Regions from separate parts of the Sus scrofa genome. Here region 1 is linked to region 2. A link is a contact called in public HiChIP or PLAC-seq data. All regions are on one chromosome and are shown on one strand. The core of a region is the stretch at or near the end of the contact, and the rest is flanking DNA. Distances in the headings are between cores, read along the strand shown. Region 1 overlaps EZH1 (enhancer of zeste 1 polycomb repressive complex 2 subunit). Region 2 holds the start of BECN1 (beclin 1).

Region 1 (3,926 bases), core at 933-3,432, 91 kb before region 2:
GCTCGGGGGGGGGGGGAGGGAAACCTGGGGTGCCGAGGCCAACTACTGAGACAGAGAACTTACAGTCAGGGTTGCACTGGCAGAACTTCTCACAGAAATTCTGAGTCATGATGCAGGGACAGGTGCTGTCACAGGGGCGGTCCGGGTGGTCGCACGGTTGGTAGTTGTACACTTGGGTGGAGGAGTTATCTGGGAAAGGAAAGAAGACACAGGACACTGCTGTGCCCAGGCTCCCAGGCCACCCTCCTCCTAAGTGTCTCATCACTCCTCTTCGAAGGAGGTTCTTTTCTTTTTTGCTTTTTAGGGCCGCACCCTCGGCATATGGAGGTCCCAGGCTAGGGGTCCAATTGGAGCTGTAGCTGCCAGCCTACACCACGCCACAGCCATGAGCCGAATCTGCGACCTACAGCACAGCTCACGGCAATGCCAGATCCTTAACCCACTGAGAGGGGCCAGGGGTCGAACCTGCATCCTTGTGGATACTAGTCTGAATAGTTTTTTTTTTTTTTTTTTTTGTTTTGTCTTTTTGCCTTTTCTTAAGCTGATCCCACCGCATATGGAGGTTCCCAGGCTAGGGGTCTAATCGGACCTGTAGCAACTGGCCTACGCCAGAGCCACAGCAACGTGGGATCCGAGCTGCATCTGCAACCTACACCACAGCTCACGGCAACGCTGGATCCTTAACCCACTTAGCAAGGCCAGGGATCGAACCCGCAACCTCATGGTTCCTAGTTGGATTCGTTAACCACTGCGTCACGACGGGAACTCCCACTAGTCTGAATAGTTTTTGCTGAGCCACGACGGGAACTCCCTGAAGAAGGTTTGTTCTGACCGTAAACTTGGACACACATTTAGCACCTGAAGTGAGAAGCAATCACAAGTGCTGGTGGTTCATAAGCTACAAGGGGGTGATTTGCTTTGTGGGGAGAGCGTGGAAATGGTCCAGGTTACGGGGCAGTTATTTTAAACAGTAAATGATGCCTAGAACCTGGCAAATGGCACATGATCAAAGTCAGAGATCACGAGGCCCGTAACTCTACCTCCTGAGTGGTCTTCCTGGCCACAGGGAGGAGCTGAGCTTCTCAGCCGCTGCAGGGGAATCTGCAACGCGAGGAAACCCAGGGTCAAGTGCAGCCACAGGTGAGGCGGGGAGGGGGGCTTCAGGCTGGACCTGAGCGGAGCGCCCTGGCAGAACTTACCTTTCTTCAGCTGAATTTTCCTGCAGTGTGCAGCCCACAACCTGAAAGAGATGATATGGCTCTGGGTCACAGCCCTGGAGAATTCTGCAGATTTGGGTAAGTGACAGCATGATCCGCTTTAAGGGACTGCGGTCTGATGACTGATGATCCTCCCCAGAGGCCCTCACAGGAGGCCTTTACGCTGCTCCATAGAAGCTGGAGTCCATCCTACCTGCAGCAGGCCTGTGTCTCAAGGTTTAGACACAAAAAAACCCCCTTGATATACAAACATACACAAAAGAACAAAAAACAGATACAAAACAAAACCCAACCCTCTATGTCTATTAAAATGCTATTGTTTCTCCCTTTGGGGAGGTGGAGGTGTGGGGGCGTTTCAGGATGGGGCAGTGGGAAGGCTTTTCTGGAATCTGCTCTGGGTAAAGAAATTGAAAGGGAGAAGCCACAGGGATCTCCTTTCCTATCTAGAGCCCATGTCAGTTCCTTAAGGAAGAAACTGTCAAATTAAAAAACAAAACAGGAGTTCCCGTCATGGCGCAGTGGTTAACAAATCCAACTAGGAACCACAAAGTTGTGGGTTCAGTCCCTGGCCTTGCTCAGTGGGTTAAGGATCCAGCGTTGCCGTGAGCTGTGGTGTAGATCGCAGACGTGGCTTGGATCTGGTGTTGCTGTGGCTCTGGCGTAGGCCGGTGGCTACAGCTCTGATTAGACCCCTAGCCTGGGAACCTCCATGTGCCGCGGGAGAGGCCCAAGAAACGGTAAAAAGACAAACAAAACAAAGCATTTTCAATCCTAAGCAAAGGCTAGCTAGCAATCAGTGTTATTATGCAACTTAAAAAAACAACGCAAGTGCCAAAAACAAAAAGAAACCAAAAAAACCAAAAAAAAAAAAACAAAACTCTGGTCAGAGTTGAGAAGTGGGGAAGTGGTAACTAACAACCAATGAGAAGACATGGCCTCGGGGTGGAGCCATGAGGCCAGTTCACAACCTACTGGCCAGGAGCTTAAACGGAAAACCAGTTCTTTCATGGTCCACAGCACAGAGGGGCAAGGGAAGGGCTGGTCCAAGGCACAGACCCGCAGGTAGCACTGAGGAAGCTGGCTCCCCGCTGGTGATGCCAAACTGATGGGCAGCAGACAAAGAAGGAGACAGAAGGGAAGTCACAGGGGAGGTCAGGGCACAGGGAACAGCCTGGCTACAGAAAGCCCTCCGCCCAAGCCTTGCCTGTGCTTTCTCTTCTTCTTCTGCGAGGGGTTCATGAGCTCATCTGTTGGCAGCTTCAGGATAAGTGATTCTTTCACTGCGAACTGGAAGACCTGGAAGAGAAATCCAATAGGGCCTTGAGCTGAGTGGTCAGATGAGTGACCTAGCCAGGTGCCAGGCTTGGGAGGGTTCTGGAGAGCCTGTGGGCAGATGACTGAGCATCTTCAGTAGGGAGAGAGAGAGTCCCTGAGACATCGGGTCACTGACTCCGAAGTTAATTCTTAAGTGTGTATCCTGATTTGAAAAGAAATACTGGACACAGGTACAGTTCTCCTGGTCAGAAGCTTTCATCTACTGCTCTGCCTACTCTGCCCTGAGTGGGCCAATTCTTACCAATGGTATCTGCCTCTTAGGAAGGGCACCAATGTGTGTGTACCTTGTGTAACTGAGTCTGACATGAGAGGTACCACCTAGCTAAGCACTAGCTCCCTCTGTTGACATAAAAGTGTCAGAGACTTGACTACTTCAGTAGGACAGCATTTCAGAAAGGCTGGTTCCCTTTCAATGTGCTGCTTCTCTCAGAACATTTGCTTTTATTTATTTATGTCTTTTTTTTTTTTTTTTTGTCTTTTCTAGGGCCACACTCGCAGCATATGGAGGTTCCCAGGCTAGGGGTCTAATCAGAGCTGTAGCCGCTGGCCTATGCAACCAGAGCAACATGGGATCCGAGCTGAGTCTGTGACCTATACCATAGTTCACGGCAACACCAGATCCTTAACCCACTGAGCGAGGCCAGGGATTGAATCTGCAACCTCATGGTTCCTAGTCGGATTCATTAACCACTGAGACATGATGAGAACTCCAGAACATTTGTTTTTAACTTTTTATTTTCCTTATTGGCTATAAGCCCTCTCTCTCTCTCTCTCTTTTTTTTTTAAGGCCATACCCCAGACCAGAGACAGGATCACAGCCTTAGTTATGACCTATGCAGCAGCTGCAGCAATGCCAGATCCCCAACCCACTGGGCCAGCCTGGGGGTTGAACCTGCAACTCTGCAGCAACCTGAGCTGCTGCACTTGGTTTTTTTTTTTTTTTTTTGGTCTTTTGGCCTTTTAGGGCTGCATCTGCAGCATGTGGGGGTTCCCAGGCTAGGGGTCTAATTGGAGCTGTAGCTGCTGGCCTACGCCAGAGCCACAGCAACACTAGATCTGAGCCACGTCTTCGACCTACACTGCAGCTCACAGCAGCACTGGATCCTTAACCCACTGAGTGAGGCCAGGGATCAAACCCGCAACCTCATGGTTCCTAGTCAGATTCGTTTCTGCTGCACCACGACAGGAAGTCCATGCAGTTGGATTCTTAATCAACTGCACCACAGAGGGAACTCAGAGGTGCTCTTGAAATTCCATGAAAATTATTAATCTTCTCAGGAAAATACACAAAAAAACTGTTTTGCACACAGTTCTGCAGACCTTTAGGTCAAGAACCTGTTTCTTAGGAAAATAGATATGAGCCCCAAAAGGAAA
Region 2 (4,468 bases), core at 1,695-4,194:
AACTTATCGTTCAAAAATACTAAAAATACTGAAATATTGGATCTTCCTGTTGTGGCTCGAGCAACGAACCCTTCTAGTATCCATGAGGATGAGGGTTTGATCCCTGGCCTTACTCAGTGGGTTAAAGATCTGATGTTGCTGTGAGCTGTGGTGTAGGTCACAGGTGCAGCTCAGATCCTGAGTTGCTGTTCCTGAAGCTGTGGCTGGCAGCCGCAGCTCCCATTTGACCCCTAGCCTGGGAACTTCCATATGCTGCCCCTGTGGCTCTAAATAAAAATAAATGAAAATACTGAAACATTTATATGTTTAGATTTGTTTCAAAATAATTTGGGGGGAGGGGAATGGATGGGACTGTAGATGAAACATGGTTAGCTATGTATTGATAATTGTTGAAGCTGGGTGATGAGTACACAGGGATTCATCATTAAACTTTGAAGTTTCCCTTAACAAAAGTTAACACTCCCTTTCCCCAGAATAATTTGGAAGGAACATGAGAGAACTTTCTGAGAAGATGAAACCTTTCTACATCACAATGTAGATCTAAGTTACATGAGTGTACCCATTTGTCCGAAATGTACAGCTAAGATTTGTACATTTCAATGCATGAGAATTTACCTTCAAAAAAGTGGGGGGGGTAAAAAGCAAAATAATTGAGTGGGGATGGGAGATGAGTGGAGGTATAGAGAAAACAAGAATGGCAAAAAGTAGCTAATTGTTAAATCTAGATGGGAGTTCCCGTCGTGGCGCAGTGGTTAACGAACCTGACTAGGAACTGTGAGGTTGCGGGTTCGGTCCCTGCCTTTGGTCAGTGGGTTAATGATCCGGCGTTGCTGTGAGCTGTGGTGTAGGTTGCAGACGCGGCTCGGATCCCGTGTTGCTGTGGCTCTGGCGTAGGCTGGTGGCTACAGTTCCAATTCAACCCCTAGCCTGGGAACCTCCATATGCCAAGGGAGCAGCCCAAAGAAATAGCAAAAAGGGGAGTTCCCGTCGTGGCGCAGTGGTTAACGAATCCGACTAGGAACCATGAGGTTGCGGGTTCGGTCCCTGCCCTTGCTCAGTGGGTTAACGATCTGGCGTTGCCGTGAGCTGTGGTGTAGGTTGCAGACGCGGCTCGGATCCCGAGTTGCTGTGGCTCTGGCGTAGGCCGGTGGCTACAGTTCCGATTCAACCCCTAGCCTGGGAAGGAGCGGCCCAAGAAATAGCAACAACAACAACAAAAAAAGACAAAAAAAAAAAAAAGAAATAGCAAAAAGACAAAAAAAAATACATAAATAAAATAAAATAAAGCTAGATGATGGATACAAGAGAGTTCATTATGCTATTTTCTTGACTGTATGTTTGAAATTTTCCAAATACCTTGAGATTATCTGATACTTTGCCGATAAAGAAACCAAGAAATCAAGGCTTAGAGAGGTGAAGTAACTTGCAAAAAGTCATTCAGTTAGTAAATGACTGTCAGGATTTAAATCCAAGCGGGGCGTTCCCATCGTGGCTCAGTGGAAACAAATCTGACTAGCACTCATGAGGACACAGGTTCGATCCCTGGCCTTGCTCAGTGGGTTAAGGACCTGGCGTTGCTGTGGCTGTGTTGCAGACCAGCAGCTACAGCTCTGATTGGAACCCTAGCCTGGGAACCTCCATATGCCACGGGTGCAGCCCTAAAAAGCCAAAAAAAAAAAAAAAAAAAAAAAAATCCAAGCAGGCTAACTCCAGACTTGTGAGTTTATTTACACTGCCTATTCAGGTGTTCCCTCTTGGCTTAAGGTTAAGAACCTGGTGTTGTCACTGCTATAGCTCTGGTTACAGAGCTGTGGTGTGGGTTCGATCCCTGGCCCAGGAACTTCTGCAAGTGGTGCAGCCAAAAAACAAAGCCAAAACAAAAAAACCTACCTATTCGGTCTTTTTTTTCTAGCTTTATGTCACTTCCTAGGACTTTGAGAACCTTGTTCCTCTACTTACCAGCTGGGTAAGTTATTTAACCTTTCTTAGCCTTAACCCTTCATGGGTAAAAGATAACTTTACTACTACTCCACAAGGGAGTAAAACTGTACTACTCCATAGGGGTTGCTGCAGGGACTAAACTAAAAGTAAAGCATGTAATGCACTTGGTATATGGCAAGCCCTCAACAAATGCTGTTTAATATTATATATACACATTCCTTTACTATGAAGCAACAAGAGCAGAAAACTAAGGACCTTTCCTTGCTATAGAAAGCTCTCAGGAGTACACAGTGTCAGAACTCCTCTATGTTTCCTATGAGAAAACAAAAAGCCAGAGAGATGAAGGGACTTTTCTAGGCTCAGGAGGCATGTCTATGGCAGATGTATAGTCCTTAAGATCTTCATTTCCAAAGCTGCCCACTTTCAACGATCCTGACCACCCTCTTTCCAAGGGTCCTCGCTAACCTGTAAGCTCCTGAATGGTAACACGATCCAGGATCTTGAAGCTCGTGTCCAGTTTCAGGGGCTGGCTGCAGCGCTGACACACGAAGCTCACCTGCATGGTGCTGCTGGATGTCTTAGACCCCTCCATCCCTGCGGCGGTGGAAAGGAAAGGATGTTACGGAAAACCGGCGCCCTGAACCCTCGGTCTGGGGCTCCACCTGCCTTGCTGGTGTGGTGCAGGGGTAAAATCCCCGCCCGCGCCGTTCCCTGAAGGACCGGTGGGGTACCAGGCGGACCTCTTCCGGGGTTAGCCCCAGCAAAAGCGGTTTACGACCCAAAGACAAGGAGGGTTTGCAATAGGGACTGTCAAGGTTTCCAGGTTCCCTTCCAAGGACGCGGTTCAGCCACGCATGCTCTTCACCTCGGGACCCGGAGCCCGCTACCCTGGTCCGGTCTACCGCGGGGGCATCGTGGCCGTGGGTCTACCCGGGACCAGGGCCTCCAAAATTGCCATCGCCTAGCCTTCACCTACTTCCCGGTCGGCCAGCGGAGGACTTCCGTCGGGACCGGATGTGACGTCACAGCAGCTGCCGCAGCTGAGGGTAGGGGAGTTCAGTCGCCGTCCACCCTCTCCTGTCCGGCTGCGGCATCTAGGGGCTGAGCTAGGAAACGCGGCAGGCATGGGCTGGAGGGCCGGTGCTGGGGGGCGGGGAAGTGGAAGGACCGAATTGGGAGGGAGTCAGGACAATCCATCCTTCTCTAATTTAGTTTTTAATACCTATAAAGTTATGCCCCCCCTTTTTTTGTCTTTTTAGGGACCCACCCGCGGCATATGGAGGTTCCCAGGCTAGGGCTCCAAGAAGCTGCCGGCCTAGGACACAGCTGCGCAGTCTCCGAGCTGAGTCTGCAGCCTACACCACAGCTCACTGCAACGCCGCATCCTTAACCCACTGATCAAGGCCAGGGATCGCAGCCACCTCCTCTTGGATGTAGGTCGGTTCGCTACCCGCTGAGCCACGGCAGGAAATACAAAGTTATACTTTTTTTTTTTTTTTCCTTTTTATGGCCACACGTGGGACATATGGAAGTTCCCAGGCTACGGGTCCAATCTGAGCTGCAGCTGTCGGCCGATGCCACAGCCACCCAAACGCCAGATCCGTTTGGCATCAGCAACCTGTTCTGCAGCTTGTGGCAACACCAGATCCTTAACCCATTGAGCGAGGCCAGGGATCTACTATTCGGACTCTTAACCCTCTGAGCCACAATGGGAACTCCTTCATTTTCTATTTCTTTTTTTTTCTTTTTTTTTGTCTTTTTGCTATATCTTGGGCCGCTCCCGCGGCATATGGAGGTTCCCAAGCTAGGGGTGGAATCGGAGCTGTAGCCACCAGCCTACGCAGAGCCACAGCAACACGGGATCCGAGCCGCGTCTAGCAACCTACACCACAGCTCACGGCAACGCCGGATCCTTAACCCACTGAGCAAGGGCAGGGACCGAACCCGCAACCTCATGGTTCCTAGTTGGATTCGTTAACCACTGCGCCACGACGGGAACTCCCCATTTTCTATTTCTATATAAGTTTCAATTATAATTAGGGAAAGTGGAACACTTCAGGTTGAAATGAATTATAAAATTTTAAAACTAAAACTTTTTTTTTTCTTAGTGCAGGAAAATCAATGGAACAGAATGTAGTTAAAAAATAAGCCAAGGCGTTCCCGTCATGGCTCAGTGGTTAACGAATCCGACTAGGAACCATGAGGTTGAGGGTTCGATCCCTGGCCTTGCTAAGTGGGTTAAGGATCCGGCGTTGCCGTGAGCTGTGGTGTAGGTCGAAGACATGGCTCGGATCCCGTGTTGCTGTGGCTCTGGCATAGGCCGGCGGCTACAGCTCTGATTGGACCCCTAGCCTGGGAACCTCCATATGCCGTGGGATTGGCCCAAGAAAAATGGCAAGAAGACAAAAAAAAAAAAAAAAAAAGCCAAGTAGGAGTTCCCTTTGTGGAGCAGCGGAAACGATTCTGACTAGCATCCATGAGGATGCAGGTTCCATCCCTGGCCTCACTCAGTGGGTGAAGGATCCTG

What was found. HiChIP or PLAC-seq counts read pairs in DNA pulled down with a chosen protein or histone mark.
Region 1: a contact with region 2 is called in an H3K27ac HiChIP or PLAC-seq map of alveolar macrophages. The contact joins the enhancer-like site here to the promoter of BECN1 in region 2. A contact is called at or near these places in 2 of 5 promoter capture datasets (fetal liver and liver), 13 of 47 Hi-C or Micro-C datasets (embryonic fibroblasts, epiblast stem cells, fetal liver and 7 more) and 2 of 2 datasets of contacts at active chromatin or transcription factors (alveolar macrophages and skeletal muscle).

The regions. Positions count from the first base shown.
Region 1 is chr12:20,130,832-20,134,757 of Sscrofa11.1, reverse strand. It overlaps EZH1 (enhancer of zeste 1 polycomb repressive complex 2 subunit), which reads right to left. Exons shown (of 22, transcript NM_001243206.1): 14 at 2,422-2,513; 15 at 408-433; 16 at 64-216. Among named protein-coding and RNA genes, the nearest start is that of CNTNAP1, 25 kb to the left of the region's middle. Within about 2 kb of position 2,182, at least 6 of the 83 cell types and tissues checked have an H3K27ac peak or open chromatin away from gene starts, as enhancers often do. A contact at or near this core is called in alveolar macrophages, liver and retroperitoneal adipose tissue, where this site is marked.
Region 2 is chr12:20,040,446-20,044,913 of Sscrofa11.1, reverse strand. It overlaps BECN1 (beclin 1), which reads right to left and starts at 2,944. Exons shown (of 12, transcript NM_001044530.1): 1 at 2,807-2,944; 2 at 2,407-2,535. The coding sequence starts at 2,533.